Regions from separate parts of the Callithrix jacchus genome. Here region 1 is linked to region 2. The links are chromatin contacts, called in public Hi-C maps. All regions are on one chromosome and are shown on one strand. Each heading gives the region's core, a stretch centred on a gene start, on an enhancer-like site or on the middle of the called end of the contact. The rest is flanking DNA. Distances are from core to core; before and after follow the strand shown.

The links. Hi-C and Micro-C count contacts between places; a contact is called where the count stands out from the background.
Region 1: a Hi-C map of skeletal muscle shows a contact between it and region 2, with 4 times the contacts expected there. The contact joins two enhancer-like sites. A contact is called at or near these places in 3 of 3 Hi-C or Micro-C datasets (induced pluripotent stem cells and skeletal muscle).

What each region holds. Positions count from the first base shown.
Region 1 is chr20:35,730,151-35,733,536 of calJac240_pri, reverse strand. The region is part of intron 5 of WWOX (WW domain containing oxidoreductase); the gene reads right to left. Among named protein-coding and RNA genes, the nearest start is that of WWOX, 130 kb to the right of the region's middle. Within about 2 kb of position 1,321, at least 1 of the 16 cell types and tissues checked has an H3K27ac peak or open chromatin away from gene starts, as enhancers often do. A contact at or near this core is called in skeletal muscle, where this site is marked.
Region 2 is chr20:35,623,019-35,626,148 of calJac240_pri, reverse strand. The region is part of intron 4 of WWOX (WW domain containing oxidoreductase); the gene reads right to left. Among named protein-coding and RNA genes, the nearest start is that of WWOX, 24 kb to the right of the region's middle. Within about 2 kb of position 1,593, at least 1 of the 16 cell types and tissues checked has an H3K27ac peak or open chromatin away from gene starts, as enhancers often do. A contact at or near this core is called in skeletal muscle, where this site is marked.

The DNA of each region.
Region 1 (3,386 bases), core at 72-2,571, 110 kb before region 2:
TACAAAACAGGAATAATAGCAACTTCCCCACCTTAGACATATGGATTCTGTGCATGTGATCTCGACATGTAAATGGCTATTTTGTTGTGTTGCTGTTTTGGAAACTCTGCCATCATGCCAGCCACGTGAAAATCACTTGACATACGAGGCCACTCCACTGGGCTCAAACATCCTTCCCCCATATCTTTGCCGCTGAACTCTAACATCCTCTCCTTTGGGAAACCCAGGCTGGAAAGTGAAACGATGGCCCCATCCTCTTGCTTCCCAAGACTCTGCACCACCCAGGGGCTCTGAGCACTGTGCATGTTTCCTACCACATCACTCAGTGGCCCCTGCCTTTCACCATCCAACTTGCCTATGCATCCTTCTCTTTGCCTACACCACCTTCCACGTGGTAGGAACTCAGGCACCCCCTATCAACCTCTTGTGGACCCGTCAACACATCACTGGCATTCTTCTCTGCCCTATTAGTGCTTCAAGGTTGAAAAGCACAAAGGGGCATGGTCCACACAAGTGCAGGGCTTCTCAGCCTCAGCACTACCGGCTTTTGGGACCAGACAATTCTCTGTTGTGGGGCACACCTATGCACTGTAGGATGTTTGGCAGCATTCCTTGCCCCTACCCACTAGATGCCAACAGCAGCATCTTCTCCTCCAAGATATAATAACCAAAATATTTCCAGACAAACTGTCCCCTTGATGGGCAGAGTCACTCTTGGTAGAGCGCCACACGCACAGTGAGAAAGGCAATATATTTATTTCTGCTGCTGACAGGCACAGCCTACAAGCAGCAGGTACCAGAATCACATAAAAGATCATCGCAAACACACTTCTTGGGCAGGAAAGTCCATGCCAGATCTTCAACTGGAATCTTCTGAGACTGAAAGGGGAAAGACAGAGAGTGCAACCCTCCCCACCTTCCTCCGGCTCCCCTCTGAGCCTTGAGCAAAAGGAAGGGGACAGCCCGCTCAACCCTGAGCCTAAGTGCGTCTCCTCTGAGAGCATGTTCTGGAAGCGCTCCACAGCGAGCGTGAAGATCTTCTGCGAGATTACTTATCTCGAGCGTGTGTCACTTCTTCAGCACCATAAAACTGAAATACTTGAAACAGATGTCACTACATTTGTCATGAACTGACATGGCCAATTAATATTACAAATTCACCATGGAGAAACGCTTCCAGCTCCCAAGGTATAAACTGCTGAACATCACAATTTCATCTTGTAACAATGGGCCAACCTCGCCAGGGCTATAAATACGAAGAAGCACAGGCTGATTAAACGGTAAAAAGTGCTGTTCACCGGGAGTCTCTTTCCAGGGCTGACACTAGTGCTGAGCCTAAGGTTAACAGGTACCCCCTATGTCTCGGCTGCAAAATATGTATTTTTTCTCCTCCCTTTCTTCAGGAAAAGTTGACTGCTGCAGACTGTCATTTTTTCTCCTCCCAGTGAGCAAATGGCACGCTCATTAGAGGACACGAAAGCCTGTGGCATAGGTTGGCTATTTACCTAGTTGGACTTCTCTTTTTTTTCTGTTAAGTGGTGTGACAGCCAAACTCTCACACCTAATGAGGCACAGCTGCGCCCTTGGCCCTGAAGAAATATGCGTTGGAAATGAACTGGAAAACACTTGGCCTCCCTTGAACCTCCCAGGAGGCAGTTTTGCCCACTGGTGCCCCCTGGGAAGTCGGTCGGCTTCTTTTCCAAGGGCCATCTACATCATCAGGCAGAAAACTGCCATTGTTCCAAAGCACGTAATGGGTTCTGGTGGTTTTCAAACATTCTCCATATACCAGTGCAAACGGAGGGGCATCTCGGGCGAATTCCACAGGATGTTTCAGGAGCCCAAAGGCTTTGACTTTCTTTTCTCAGCAGAAGTTTTCCGTTCTAGTTCCGAGGTTTCATTCTTTTTATCGTTGGTTTGGAAGACAGAAGCAGCAGTAAGAAAACAGATTATGTATAAGGAAAATGAATAGGGGCCAATGAATTACCCAAACCAAATAAACAAAGTCTGCTTGGGAAATAAGGTTTTGGAGGAAGGCGAGACCCATATGCATGAGTGTATAAAATCAGAGAGAAATGTGTCAAAAACAAATTACAAACCTTCCAAATACGGGATTACACATGAATGGATGGTAATAATCACACATCACTCAAAGGCAGTCTGTGTATTACATCTCGCATTTCATCAAATAAGACTTAGCTCCTGGGTCATTAATTAGCAACCTCGATTCTAGATAGCAGATATGAGGAAGGCAACAGTAATCGGGTCCTGCTTCAATATTGTGATTCGTTTTTCTCATCTACTTCTCTTTTTTTCCCCTTATTTTGCTCAAAATGCCGTCTGAGGAAAGACAAGACCTTTCTTATAAAAGCAAAAACTATTCACATCTCTGCCCACAGAGTCCACCATTAGTGGAAATAGGAGATTACCTTCTTCAAAGTACACTTAATTAAAGTAATTTACTAACTTCTTTACATCTAATACAAGAAAGCTAGAGGAAGTTTTATGCACTGATATTACACTTTTTTCCTTCTTCTCAATATAGGAATCTTTCTGTTTTATGAAAGCTAACCCACTCGATGCAAAGAATAGTTTACTCCAATACAAATAGAAACTATAGAAAATATAAAAATCCTAATAAACCCTTTAATCTCTAACTTTCCAAGGGGGTGAATTAATACAGAGGACATTCGAGATTTATTTTCTTTAAGCTTCAACAGTAAAGAGTGTTTCAAAGTCATTCTCCAGGCTCTAGAGATTTTCAAAATCCAAATGAACTGAGCTTAACTCTGTGGCGTGTGACATATAATAAAATCTACTCCAAGATTCACCTACTTAAAGGTATATGATACATTTGGATAAGAGAAAATAAAATTAGAAAATCTAAATATATATGAATCAAATGGTTAAAAAAATTAAATAGAAGTTTCTTGCCTCGAGTAATAAACGCAAGCTTCTTGGTGGATATCTTTAATCTTGATTTCAGAATGAGTCCAAAAAGGAATTACCAGAGTGAATACCAGATAATGGAAGAAATGATGATCGTGTTTCTCTACAGAATAACACGCCTTCCCTAGCCTGTAACTAGAGTGGTACTTACTCATCACATTCTAGCTCAGAACTTTCTGGTCCTTTTGTTTTTCTTAGCCACACCAGCATTTGTAAATTGCTTTCCACATTAATAGAAAGGTAAATGGTTCACTCCTCCCTAAACTATCGGTCTTACACAAGACAACATTAATCGGATTTCAAATAAAAATTTTCAATTGTCACTACCTGTGTCAAAGGTTAATACCCAAGCTACAACCAACAGAGTTTAAAAAGATGGTTAAATTGAACAGAAGGCTTTGATTTTTCAAGTTATGATCAGAAAATAGCCCTGGGAG
Region 2 (3,130 bases), core at 344-2,843:
CACAACTCCAACCATGGAAGTTTCCGCCTCTGCAGAGATTCCCTTCTTACTGTATCAAGTTTGTGCTCCTGAATATCTGGCTAGAGTCAGAGCCTGCCAGCTTTAAGTGGGATAGCATCCATTAAAATTTCAGTCATCGCTAAGCAATCAATTGCATAGCGTGCTACCCTGTCACCTGACATCTGGTTCACTTTGTAAATCCTTAAGAAGATACTTGCAGGAACCTCTCCTCATATCCTAACAAGAAAAAAGTCAAGAGTTCTTATTTTATTCCTTCCATTATGGAATTAAATGACTCTCTTCCTCCATCTTCTTCCAACTCTCATCTTCCCTTTAGGACTCTTTCTTCTATACCTGTGATTTTTCCCCAACCGGCGGCAACCTTATAGTCATACAGTATTTGAATTCTTCATTACGGCATTTCACATATTGTTTTATTTGATCTGTACAAAACAGTATGTGACAGATAAATTATTATTCTCTTGATTTTACAAATGAGGACAGTCAGGCTCAAAATGGTTAAGGGACTTGCCTAAGTTACGTAAGTGAAGAACCATCTGTGTCAAATTACAGCTCTCTTCCTAGCACGTCCAGTAGACTCCAATAAAACTGCCCTACCTTTCTAAGTGTCAATAAAACCGTATTCAAACACTGACACATTCTTGGATATGATCAAGAAAGTGGGACAGCAAAGCTGAACATTTATACTTAGTACGCCAGGCAGGCCGATAAACTGTCACCAACTTGAGTGAACAAGCGTGCTAATGCAGAACTCTCAGTAACAATGTTACCGTGATGCATGGTGTAACAGTAAGTTTTAAAGAATAATCATTTTCCTCCCCTTTTTCCTGCAAATTTAATATATCTTTTTTTGTTCCTTTTCTGGGCATGTTGTTTGTTTTGTTTTCCATTTGATTCTTTATTTCTGGATGAAGCTATTAACTGACTTCCAACCAAAAAAAATACCTAAAATGTTTTCTTTCATAGCAAAGACAAGTCAATGTCTAAAACAGTTATTTAGAAAGGTCATTTTAGGACAAATTTGCAGAGATTATGGCAGCCTCTTGAGGATCTGGGAACCAGGAAGCTAGGAAAATACCAAACTAATTTCAGTGGTAACTCGATCCTCTTGCCTCCCATTCCAGAAATGGCTACACATTATTAAACGCCAGCAATGATGAGCAGACAATTCCCTGGGCACTTTGGAGTTCCCATCTTTAACAACTTTGCAAAGCAGGAGTGTCCATGTTGCATAGAGGCGGAACAGGAGTTCTGAGAAGGAAGTAACTTGTGCGGGCCATTCAGATAGGAAGTGGTTATCCCAGGTTTTGAAACTAGGTCACGTCGGCTTCCAGAGTCAGTATTCCTCCCCTACATCTTCCCAGATAGAATCCTGCTACTGATCAACTTGCCGTAACTGTCAGCAAAGCTATTTTCAGCAACGGTTCAACTTCTCCACACGAGAGCAGGCTCATCAAATGAGAGAATGCACAGAAAAGTTCTGAAGCGATGTTACTATCATTAATGGAAGATCTAAGGGAAATTTGCAAAACCAAAATAATCAAATCTCGCCTACTGTGTCATCTTGGGACCCCATCACCTTTGCAAAGCTGGCCAAGTTTAAGTTTTCTGGGGTATTCCCTCCTTAAATGGGGGTACCAGAGCAACACTGCCTCTGATGTGAGTTGTGGCTGGCATAATAGATAAAATGTGTGCTTAAAAGATTTTTGTGAAGGAAACTGAAGAGTTAGGCCAATCTCTTTTTTAGTGAATTTCCTCTTGATCACAGGATTGAATAGGTACTTAAAGTAATAGACACTTTATAAATTAACTTCTAACAGATATTTTGAAAATTAAATTATAGTAGGAGGCAAGCAATCAATTAGCAATCAATACATACCCAATAGTCATGCATAAGATGAAAAGGCAATTCGTTAATAAAAAGCGAGACATAAAAAAGCTTATCGGGGTCCGCAGTGGCTCCGGCCAGATGTTGTGGCGCTTGCGGAGGCGAGGCCATGAGTTCAAGGCCAACCTGAGCAACCTTACAAGCTCTCATTGATTGGCAAAAAAAAAAAAAAGCTTATCAATCTTGCTAATCATCAGAGATATGTAACTGTAAGTGATACTTTTAAAAAATTCTAAATCTCAAGTTTGGCAAGGACGCTGGGCAAAGGAGCATTCAAATCAGTACAACCTTCCAGGGCAGTCTGACAAAACGAATCAAGATACTAAGGTTTGGGAGCAAATCACTGGATTCAGCGATTCCACTTCCACAAAATAAAACTATAGTAGAGTCACGGATGGGTACAAACCTTTAATTACAAAATGTGCTTCTCCATTCCGTAGCTATTAAAAAGCTGGAATCCACCCAAATGTACCATACTGGGAGAAGAGCTGGAACCACATAACGGAATACTACGCAGCCATTTAAGATGTAGCGTATTTAGCAACACAGAAAGATACTCACAATTTATAGCTAAATGGAAAAATCACAAAAGCAGGGAAAACATGCTTAGAATCATATATGCTAATTAATAGTACACTTCTAATTGGTAAAAATTGTTTTTTTTAATCTTTTAGTCTTATTTTATTTTCATTTTCTAAATTTTCCATAATGCAAGTCAATCACAATAATCTTTAAAATAATTATTATATTAAATGAGAAGGCCTATCAAGCTAATCTAGAGTAACACCTGGCATTATATAAGAGCTTGACAAATGCTACCTCCCGTTCCCCAAGATTTATTCCTCAATACTTATTTTGTAATCATAACACCAAAGGGGTTTTGGTAAAGGAAGCTTCAGTTTAATAAAAAAAAAAATGTTTTTTGGTAGAGATGGGGTCTTGCTATGTTGCCCAGTCTGGTCTCAAACTCCTAAGCTCAAGCAATCCTCCTGCCTCAGTCTCCCAAAAGGCTGGGTTTACAGGCGTGAGCTACTGTGCCCGCGTCAAGCTTCAGCTTCCGAATCCAGGATCAACATGGAGTCCAGAAAACACATCGGCCGTGGTCCTCCCCGTAGATGCCACTCCCAGCACTGGCCGCACACAAAGGAGCCTTCACGGGTTTAAATAAAGCCATTTTTTCCAAACTCAAGATTAACGAAAGTGAATAAGCTGCTCGAAACA